Linked DNA regions of Gossypium hirsutum: all the other regions are linked to region 2. A link is a contact called in public Hi-C data. All regions are on one chromosome and are shown on one strand. Each heading gives the region's core, a stretch centred on a gene start, on an enhancer-like site or on the middle of the called end of the contact. The rest is flanking DNA. Distances are from core to core; before and after follow the strand shown.

Region 1 (3,776 bases), core at 43-2,542, 370 kb after region 2:
CCTCCAAAACACAATCATCCGCCTATTTATATTAAAAATAAAATATTTTAAAATTTTAAAAACTTTAAATTTAACTTAATTGAAAATAACGAAATTTAAAATTTCTCCTTACCATTATCACTTGAGCGGTGGAAATGTGCTTATTGCTGAAACGAATTAGAGAGCTTGTCATTACTGAAATTTTAACTGAAATGAATATACAAAATAATTAAATAAAACTATAGTATTTTAAATAAAGTGTGTAAGAAAATGTCGAATAAAAATGGTAAGAATTGAGAGAACTGAGAGAGTTGAGAGAATTGAGAGTTTAGAGAGAGACTTGGATTTGAGTGAAAAGAATAAAAAATGACTTGGTATTTATAGGAAAAAAATATTACCGTTGGCCTTTTTAAATAATTTTACCATTTCCAATGTTTAAAAAGTCGTTAGGGAAAATGACCGTTGGAGGAAAGTGTCCCCAGCTGAATGTGCTTTTACACACTCTCTCCAAAATTGACCTATTTCCATAATTTAAAAAAAAACGACCTAAAAGGCTAACTAAAAAAAAGAATAAGACATACTTAACTTATTTAGCCTAATTTTATAAATTTTTATTTTATAGTTGTCATCCAAAATACCTATAAACTCTCTTGTAAGCAAATATATTTTTAGTTTTATAAATGGCTTGTTTCATCATATAAAATTTTGCACATTAAAAATGAATAATAAATGTAGAAATTCTAAAATTTATGCAAATAATGCTATTGTTGCCTCTACTTCTTATGAATTATCATCTTTAATTAATTTTTTAAAAATTTTAATTATTAATAATTTTTTCTATATTCATTTTTCTCGTGTTACATAATTTGCTAATGATAAATATGAATTTTTGGTGTCTATTGAAAAATATTATAGCGTAACGATAAATGTTAATTTAGTTTTAATGGTTTATAGCTCAACTTTGGACTTATAGCGGAATGATGTACCTAATTAAATCCTAAAATAAATGTTATGGCCTTCCATCACGTGGACAATTTAACAGAGTTTCTTTCAAGAATGGGTTCTTTCGAATTTTTTTTTGAGATAAATCACAGATTGGGCTTTAATTAAACTATTAATTACACAAATAGTCCTAGAAAAATAAATAGAGCAAGCCTAGTAACCAGACTAGGCCCAACGAAAGGAAAAACAAAACAAACTAAAAGGAAACCTAATCACCTAGAAAATGAAAAAAGGAAACAATCTCTACAGCACATTAATTCAGCCGTTCCATCTGCCCAATCAGTATTAAAAGTCAATACACATCTTGTCACTTCAACATCTTTTCTACTTCAAGACGTTTTGAATCACCCGAGAGCTTTGTATAGTCACTTTGATATCTGCCCTTCTCCGATTCCTTTCCTCCATTTCTCCCTTTTCCTGCTTCAATTTGGTTCTCTCACCCTTTCGTTTTCTGCTTGAAATTCTGCAACTCCAGGGACTCGTCCGACCAGGTAACCTCCTTTGTTAATCTTAATCGCTTCAGTTGCTAAAATATGCGCGAGGCTATTTGTTGATCTTGGGATATGCTCGAACTTACATTCCTTAAAATATAACAAAAGCTGATGGATGTCATGAATAAGCGCACTAACCAGTGATTTATCTGGGCTTTTTGTTTTGCATTTCTTTATTATTGATAAAGAGTCTCCTTCAATAATAACTCTTTCCCACTGCATGTGAACTCTGATCTGGAGAGCTTTCCGACACGCGATTGCTTCCGCTCCAAAGGCTGAGGAAACCCTTTGATGAACCTCCGAACAAGATAAGAGAACTGAACCCTCTTTATCTCTGGCCACAACTCCGATAGCCGCTTTATTTTGTCCTCTTTCATATGCTGCATCAAAATTGATTTTGACAAAACTGTCCATTGGTTTTTCCATTTTTTAACAGTTATGGAAGTTTGTCGACTATTTTTACCAACTGAATCTAACTCTAAAATGTAGCTATTAACAAATCTCCCTATTTCTTTTCCAGATTTACTCCCTTTGTTGTGCAGTCTGTTATTCCTATCTCCCCAAATGGCCCATACTGCAACACAGAAGATCCGACGCTGGGATGCCAAGCTTTGTGTAAAAACCCAGGTTAACCACTGTAGAAACCCCATCTGGTTTTCCTGCTCATATTTATGAAATGATAACTCTCTCCACACTGATATTGTAACAGGGCATTCTCGAAAAAAAATGTTCCATAGATTCAGATCTAGAGCCACAACGAGGACACATTGATGTATCCGTTAGTCGTCTAAGTAGCATATTAAACTCGAGTAGCTAGGAAATTCCAAGAGATCTTCCAATGTGTAATTTTTATTTTTGAAGGTAGATTAAGTAGCCATAATTTCCTGTAGAAGTCTTTATAGTCAGCTTGTAAAGCATAAGCTCTAGGATCATTTGCAATACTTTGTAATAGTTTATAGGCGCTACGAACTGTGAACTCACCCGACGCTTCAGCACTCCATACTTGGAAATCTTCATGTGGTCTTTCAGCCAGCGGGATACTGAGAATCATGTCGGCTACATCCTCCGGAAAGGTATACTCTATCAACTCCTTTTTCCATGTTCTACTGCTTGAATCAATTAATTCCGCAACATTACTATCATTCAAATTCGTATTTAAAACTAGTAATCTATCACGCGGTAAAACTGGAATCCAATAATCACGACTGATTGAAATATTTGTACCTTTACCCACCCTCCAACATAATCCCTTAGCGAAGACACCCTTAGTAGCCCAAATACTTTTCCAAGTATACGAAACGTTATTCCCCAATTGTGAATTTAAAAAATCAACTTTTGGAAAATACTTTGCTTTTAATACTTATGCTACTAAAGAATTTGGATTGTACAAAATACGCCACCCCTGTTTAGCTAGAAGGGAGATATTAAATTGGGCCATATTTCTGAAACCCAATCCACCCTCATCTTTAGGACGGCATAAATATTTCCACTGACACCAATGAATACCTCTTCTTCTATGCGCTTTCTGCCACCAAAATTTAGCAAATATGTTTTCAAATTCCCCACAAAAAGTCTTTGGTAGTAAGAAACACGACATAGCATAGGTTGGAATGGCCTGTAACACTGATTTAATAAAGGCTTCTTTACCTCATTGGGATAACAATCTAGTACTCCACCCATAAATCCTAGTAAAAATCTTATCTTTTAAATGCTGAAAGGATTCCTTTTTTCTTCGACCAACCATGTTCGGAAGCCCCAAGTAACGTTCTAAGTTTGTTGAGATCCTAACCCCCAACTTTGCCGATGCTTTTTCCTTCTTCTCATCAGATGTATTCGTACTAAAAAATATTGTAGACTTATTGAAATTAACACGTTGCCCAGAACACTCTCCATATTCCTTCAAAATATCCTTTAGTACCCTAGCACCCCTATCTGATGCTTCCCCGAACAAAATACAGTAATATGCAAAAAGCAAGTGTGAAATTTCTGGACCTCTTCTGCAGGCTTTTGCACCTTTTAGCATTCCCGCCGCTGAAGCCATTCTCATCAAAGCTGATAATCCCTCACTACAAATCAAAAATAGAGAAGGGCTCAAAGGGTCCCCTTGACGTAAGCCTGTAGATGGTGAAAAGATTCTTCCACTTCTTCCATTAATATTAACTGCATAAGATGTCGTGGAAACACAATTCAGAATCAGCCTAACCCACTCTGATGTGAAACCCATTTGTAACATTACTTCCTTCAAATATCCCCACTCAGCCCTATCATAGGCTTTGCTCATGTCAATCTTTACTGCCATATCTT
Region 2 (3,803 bases), core at 1,192-3,691:
AGTAGCAAAGTATCGAAATAATAATTTTATTTAGGATTCCATCTATTATAATCAATCAATAATCCAAATTCTACTCTCTTTTGCTTTGAATTTTAACTCAGTTTTAAAGATTGTTTTCATTCGGTTTTTCTAATCCAATAATACATCTGTGATTCCAAGATAATCATACGTGCGTGTGTATGTCACAACATTAACCACCCAATGTTTCAAAACCAAGGTCCAGACCCGTGTTATGCGCACGAACAAGGTTCAATCCTTTCAAACGAAAATAATACGAGGAAACAGAAAGAACATTCACAGTGGGCATACAATTGCATATACATATCTTTGATTCATTTGATGGAAAATAAGTAAGTCTCAATCAAAACATCCAATTCACAAGATAGCGTCTTTCACCAACTGAACCAATCAGTCCCTGAAATATGGTGAGATATGGAAACCATAATGGAACACGAAACATAATCAACCCCCAAATAAAACAAAATTCCAAATTTCATTTAAGCCTAAAATAGGCAAAAACGTGTTTTAAATCCTCAGGCATTGTACTCCCATCCCTTGATTAATCATCGTCTTCACGCGTAGTTCAACCTGAATATGTCATTCAACACATAAAAGCTTCCCTGTGGCGTTGGCATCAAATGAAACATCTGATAGCAGAATGCAACATAAAGACAACCTAGGTTAGTAAAGTTGTTAATGAAACTGAACCAAGGCATTGGTGGATGCAATATCTATTAGTTTTCTAAACATAACATTAAAAACATAATGTCTTTGCATTCATAATTTTAGGCAACATAAAACAGTTAACTACTATGTTGCTCAAATTGGGGTGTTAATGTCGATGTCTGAATATTCAATTTCCTAAAGTTATAAAATTTAGAGGATCTTGGAGGCTCATATCCCCATATCTATACCCAAAAATATGTTGAATACAAATGTGTACTTCAAAAAAAATGTAATCTGGGATAAACATTGTTTAACTATCAACATAGATGAAACACATATATAAGTTTGCTCCACGTGAATGAAAGACATAAACCATAAGGAAATCATCAATGTCTCCAGGTGAGGAGGGGGGGTGTGGTAGTGGATTTTCTTTTATATCCAGTAGAGTCGCAAGAAACAACATCAAGGGAGATGGCAGATAATTGTTCAGAGTGAGCACTGAGAGGACCTCTGTCACTTATGCGAAAAGGACAAGTATAAAAATGAAATAAGTACTAGCAAAGGGTGCAATAAACAAAATGAAACAAAAGCAAGCTCTTGAATGCAGAGTCTATAGTACAATTACCTACACAACTACGGCCCACACCACGCTTATAGCAAGAGGAGAGGAATATCCAGGAGCGACAGGGTCCAAATAATTGATGACAAGGAACATGTAAATGTGCAGTTCCAGGTTGCAAAACAAAGTAAAAGTGGAGCAGGTTCTATGGAAAGATGGTGGATCCAAAAACAAATCCACATCTTCCAAAACGTATTATGCACAATGAAATCGGGTTTATAGCCGAAATAACATTTTTTTTACTTTAACCAATCCCATCAATATAGATGCAAAATGAATGAAAAATGTGCAATTCCTGGAACTGTAATCTTAAGCAAATCCGATGAGCATTAAGGCTTAAACATCACAGATAGGACCATTATTAAGATCCCATAGAGAACATTTCGATTACCGCTCCCACTTCAGTCAGATCAAAACACCAACTTAAAAGATCCACTCCACCAATATGAAATGGAATCGTGAAATTAACACAAGGATATAACCGATGAATTCAAGAGTGACACATAAGATCAGCAGTAGATGGCTGAGCTAATAAGAAAATACCTGGCTAAACTTGAGAGCATGCTGCTCGCCAGCGAGTTGGAGGTTACCGCTGACGAATACGAGCATGCCGCCGGAGCCGGAAGGCTGGCAATCGACGGTGGTGATGTTGTGCTTGCACTGCTGGAAAGGAAGGCTGGTGAGCTTAGCCACGATGCTCTGAGAGCCCTGGATCTTTTGACCTTCGAAGGTCAACATGGAACCTTCCTGGTAGAGATTGGCTAAACCGGCCCGGTTGGCATCGAATGTGGAGTAGTAGTGCTCGACGAAGGCCTTGGCTACTGCGTCTGGATCCATCTCACTCTTTTTTTTTTCTTTATATGAAATTGAGTTGTGGCTTCTAAATCACGCCACCAAAGCAGCAGCAGCAGCCAACAGAATGAAGAAGAAGAAGCAGAAGAAGAAAGAGAGGCGACTGGCGAGCCAAGATTTGAGAGAGGGTTTTCCTTTTTTATCTCTCTCTTTTTTTCTTATTTATAATAATAAATAATAATGTGTATTTATAGGAGGATTTATCCAACGGTTCATTTTGAATCATGAAAAAATTAATATCAAAATCAAACAGTGGATGCCTGCCGGAGTGTTTTTCTAAATTTCATTTTTTTCATTTCTTTTATTTATCAGTCACTGTAGAAAGGCCCCTCTCTTATAAACCCTCTTTTCTTTGCGTCAATGTAACGCAGCTAAGCCAAGCAAATTTATTGGTAAATCTTAAGAATAGTCCCTCTACTTATCAATTTGTTTGGATTTAATTCATTACTTTTGTTTGATTGAATCTTTACTTTTTGAATGACTCATTTTCAGTCCATTGGATAACTTTTCTTTCATTAATTCCGTTTAAAATTGAAGTATAATTACCAGTTTAACCTCTAACATTTATAACTTTTGTCAATTTAGCATCTGCTTTTTTTTCCTTTTTACTATCCTGAACCCTTTTTATCTTTTGAGTTTTTATCAAATTGAAAAATTTCCACTACAATTTAACAAAACCATTAGAAATTATACCATATGTACAAGTACATTATAATTTCCGTGCTACTATTTTGTTGTGTATGTCACTCAGCAAGTAATTTAAAATTAAAAAATTTCAAAATATATAAAAATTATAAACATTTTTGTTATACCCCTGCTCTGGTTAGATATGTAACCCCAAGAGAAATGATCTAAGAGGCCCCTACAGATGAACTTCCAGTTAATCACCTCATAATCAACCACTAACATACTTCATGCCACCCATAGGAAAGCCACCCCACCCGCCTCTGACCGCTTGTTCATTATACTTAGTCCATCGATCGCGTCGTACACCTATATAAGCTTGAAAATTGAATTTATACTTAAGAATAAAGCCCATTTAAAAAATAAATTAGGCTTCGGGTAAAGTTTTTTCAGCCCAAGCCTAGCCTGATTTTATTAACCTAAATATTTTACCCTGTTCCCAGCAGACCAAGTTCCTCATATTCCTTTTTCCCTTCCCAATCCCTAATTCCCTTTCCGATCTCTATTTCCCCTTCCCTAATCTTTAATGACTAAATTTATTTTTTGCTTCATACTTCTTCGCCACTGCTGCTTCCTGCTTCATTTGTCACCACTACTTCTTCCTGCTTCCTAGTTTTCTTTTCTTTTATTTTCAAGTTGAGAGGAAAAAGAAAAAAAAAAAGGGAACCTGATCGAAGGTTGAGAAGTTATCAACAATAAACCCATACTTCTGCTTTGTAGATTGTTTTCTTTATAGTTGGGAAGGCTTATTATGACTAGTACTATCATTAATCGAAGCAGTGCTTCCCTCTCCGAAAGTAGAAACTTGTAACGGTGCGGCGGCCATGGATGGTCTGTTTAGAAAGAAAATCACCCATCTCAATTTCTTTTTCGTCGTCTTCTTTTCTTTGATAAAATTAGTTTATTTATATCATATTATTCTAAACAAGCATAATAAAGAAAAATAGTAAACGTTTTAAGGGGTTTTGTGAAGCAAGAATAT
Region 3 (3,794 bases), core at 639-3,138, 310 kb after region 2:
GCCACGTGACGTCCTCTTATACCTCTTTTTCTTTTTGTTTTTCTTTTTTTATCCCCCCCTTTTCTTTCCTTTTTATTTTCTTTTCTTATTTTTCTTTTTCTTCATCATTCCTACTTTCTTTCCTCTATCAAAAACTCATGATTTCACATTCCCTTCTTTCTTCTGTCAAAAACTCTTACCCCAAAAATTTTCACTCACTTTCTCACCATCTAATTACCACCAAAATCACATATCTTAAACCCTTTTCATGTTCCTCCCCATTTTTCAGCCACCATCAACCAACTCCCACAACTTCCCCTCCCCTTTTCAAACTAACCATAAAAACTCATGGCTTGAACCAACTGAGCTGAACTACACTTTCACCTATCTTAGATAACCTTGTGATGGGAACCCAATTGGACCAACCGTCTCAAATGAAACTATCGGTAATGGCCCTTCCACTTCGTCTGCTTGCTATATGTCCACCATGTTTATTTTACTTTACCTCTCAATTTTGTTTTATTTGTAAATATTGTGTGGAAGGAAAAGTAGTGATAATAAAAAGGAGAAGAAAGAGGGTAATGTAAGATACAATTTCATGAAGCAAACAATAATATCAAAATTAATAGTACCTAATTTGTTTAAAAATCATTGTGCAAATCATAGTATCCTTCTTCACCATAAATAGCCACTATAACAAACAAACAAATTACAAAATGAATTCTTCGATAAAAAGCTTTAAATCCTTAGAAACTTATTAAGTAAAAAGATAAAAATCTAATGGAGTTGCCTGCATCTACCCTTTTTTTTGTTCTTTCTCGTATTTTCTCAAGAAACAAATAAAAAAAATCTAACTACCCAAAAACTGAAAAAATAGAAAAAAAAAATTGAATACGAAAATTAAAAAAAAAAGATGAACCAAGGCTCGAAATATAAAACAAAGATAAACCTAGAAGCTAAAAAGAAAGCAAAGTGAACAAAAAAAAAACTATTTTTTTTGTGTTCTTTCTCATATTTTCCCAGGAAACAAACAAAAAAATCCAACTATCCAGAAACTTTATTAATTGTCAGGTTTCAGTTACTAGTTCTTCATTTCGAGTCTATTGGGTAATCAGAATCTTTGTAGCCCGAATTTGAACCTGTTTCCTCCATGTCTAGAAACTTTATTTTCTCAGTACCTTCTACGTCAAACAAAGAAGCAGCAGCAGCAGCAGCAATAGCAGAATGTGAAGGAGAGGAATTGGAATCAGCCATTGAAAGCAAACGTGTTTAGTAGAGAAAAGAATAGAAAAGGATAGTGGGAAAAAGAAAGGTCACCGGGAAAAAGAAAAGAAATTGGGGTGGAAGAAATGTCACAGGGAAAACTAAAGAAAAAAAAAAGAAATAATTTTAAAAATATTTTTTTAGATTATGACATCAAGGGTTAGATTTAAGTACCGATTTAGTTGACCTAAAAAAAATTAAGATACCAATTTAGAAAAAAACCCATAAACACTAATTTAAAATAAGTAAAAAAATTTGAGTTCCAATTATACATTTAAACCTTAATAAAAAAAATTAAAATATAGTATATAAACTGCTATTTGCAATAAAATTTTGGAATGGTATGATCATTATCACAATTTTTTCAATAAAAATATATAAAAAGGAAAGTAAGTGGAGTATCAAAATTTGAAAAAGAATCAAGGGTATAGTGAGGTCCATTAAAATGTTAGGATATTCATTAAAAATATTATTTAAACTTTAGAGACTAATTTAGAATTTGAATCATAATTTGAGGACGTTTGCTTGAATTAACCCTTTAAAAGAAAACAAACGGCTTAAATTTAAGCGAAGTCTTAAATCCCACACGTCTACGTGTAAAAAAGAACCAATGAAAACGCGCCGCGTATTCTGACTGAGGTTCAGGCCCAATGAGAGCGAAGCCGGTGACGCTACTTACGCGTGACCTTCAATTATCATTTATTTTTCCGTCTTCAGCACTATATAAAGCGGACGGATAGCTGACATCCTCTATCAAATCCGGAGATTTTCGCGAGAAAGTGAGAGGTCGAGAGAGAAAATAATTCGCAGGGAATTAGCGAGATCCTGCAATTTTCCTGCGTTTTCTCTCTTCAATCTTCTCCGGCTATCTGATCTATCCGTCATCATGGTGAGTTTTTATTTTCTTTTTCTAAGAAACTGTTAATTTGTATTTTTTTTCTGATAATTGGTTCACTTCACAGTTTTCATATTTATTTTTCCTATTAATTTGATTATTATTTTTCTTGATCTTCTTGTATCTGAGTGGATCCAATATAAACTTCTTGTTTGTCTTCCGTCCTTTCCGAATATAGATTATGGATCTACATTTTAGCGTGTTTATAAAATCGTTTGTAGATTTCAGCGATTATAGATCTAAATGGCATATATATGCCTCACAATTTATCTTGTATTTGTTCGAAAATCTTTTGAATAATTTATTCGTCTTTATATTGCTTTTCCTTATTGTATTAATTTAGAACTGTTGACCTGTCATATGCAAATAGTTCGAATTGTCTCTTATTTTTTGGTCAACAGTTCGAATTATATTTTCACAGTTCAAAACTGATTCGAAACGTCATGTATATTTCTCATAAATCTTGTATAAATGTTAAGATCCATCGCCAAATTAGGCCAGGCCTGTCATGGGATACCCTGACCCTTTTATTCCCTAAAAGAAAAATAAAATTGCTTTGTTTCTATTTAAATTTATACTTTATCCCCCTACTTTTTCTGCTTTGGGCAGACAACATCAAGGCGTCTTGCAGAAAGAAAGGTGGAGAAGTTCCAAAAGAACATAACAAAGAGAGGAGCTGTGCCTGAGACAACCACAAAGAAGGGGAAGGATTATCCTGTTGGTCCTGTGCTTCTTGGGTTCTTCATATTCGTCGTCATTGGATCATGTAAGGATTCTTTCTTTGCCATCATATTTCCTTATTCGATGTGTATGGATAATTTGTCTGGTTTCTTCGTTGGAAAGTGTAATATGTTTAGCTTTTCTTGGTGTTCAGTTAATTTCATCATTGTAATCTTCAAGGATATTTGCTTAAATTAAAATATCTATAATTACAATTTAGAGTCAAGATTTTCTGCATGTCCTGTCTGTCATGATTTACTGATCAACTTCGTTTACATTCACCGTAACAGCTCTCTTCCAGATTATCAGGACAGCGACCAGCGGAGGTATGGCATAAGTCTGCACTTCTGGTGTTAAGGAATTGCGAGGAGACTGGTCTTGCATTGGGCTTTTCTTTTCTGTTAGTTTTGTAGGGAAACTGATGATATATTTACTAGAGATATGCTTACGTTGTGAAATGTTCGGAATTTGAATAAGACCTCCCCTTTCTTTGTCTGGTCATTGTGCTTTGTCTGCTACTTTTTTCATTTATGCAATGAGATGGACAAAAAACTGATATATTAGTGGTTGAACCGAGTTACCCGAGTAACTTGGTATTTGAATGGTTATACCAACAGCTTCAGCAGATGATGCGTAAAGATTTTTATTTATTCGAGCTTTCTCACATGCAATCCCGCTAGATTTAGCTTCTATATGAACCTCATTCATCAAATTTAGCACTGAGTAGAGAATTTCCTGTTTAGTATAATGAATCTATTAAAAGAGGAAGCTTAACCGCTCAATTTACCTGTGTCACTATTATCTCAATGCAACAAGACAGCAGAAGTTTCACACGCCTCATTAAGAACCAAGCGTGTTATTCACCCACATGTCCAAACAAAAAGAAGAAAATAAAGAAAAAGCCCATTCCAATTTCCATGCAACCAAAAAGAAAATC

The links. Hi-C and Micro-C count contacts between places; a contact is called where the count stands out from the background.
Region 1: a Hi-C map of leaf shows a contact between it and region 2, with 2.4 times the contacts expected there. The contact joins the enhancer-like site here to the promoter of LOC107909855 in region 2. A contact is called at or near these places in 5 of 34 Hi-C or Micro-C datasets (all in leaf).
Region 3: a contact with region 2 is called in a Hi-C map of leaf, with 2.9 times the contacts expected there. The contact joins the promoter of LOC107909860 here to the promoter of LOC107909855 in region 2. A contact is called at or near these places in 6 of 34 Hi-C or Micro-C datasets (callus, hypocotyl and leaf).

What each region holds. Positions count from the first base shown.
Region 1 is chrD02:56,648,594-56,652,369 of Gossypium_hirsutum_v2.1, forward strand. No RefSeq gene overlaps it. Among protein-coding and RNA genes, the nearest start is that of LOC107908280, 16 kb to the left of the region's middle. Within about 2 kb of position 1,293, at least 8 of the 9 cell types and tissues checked have an H3K27ac peak or open chromatin away from gene starts, as enhancers often do. A contact at or near this core is called in leaf, where this site is marked.
Region 2 is chrD02:56,277,125-56,280,927 of Gossypium_hirsutum_v2.1, forward strand. LOC107909855 (nuclear transport factor 2A) reads right to left here and starts at 2,442. Exons shown (of 2, transcript XM_016837541.2): 1 at 1,829-2,442; 2 at 312-647. The coding sequence starts at 2,122. The coding sequence ends at 573. LOC107909854 reads left to right here. Exons shown (of 2, transcript XM_016837540.2): 2 at 1-55. The coding sequence ends at 1.
Region 3 is chrD02:56,589,480-56,593,273 of Gossypium_hirsutum_v2.1, forward strand. It overlaps LOC107909860 (stress-associated endoplasmic reticulum protein 2), which reads left to right and starts at 1,889. Exons shown (of 3, transcript XM_016837547.2): 1 at 1,889-2,131; 2 at 2,747-2,903; 3 at 3,148-3,415. The coding sequence starts at 2,129. The coding sequence ends at 3,194. It also overlaps the pseudogene LOC107909861.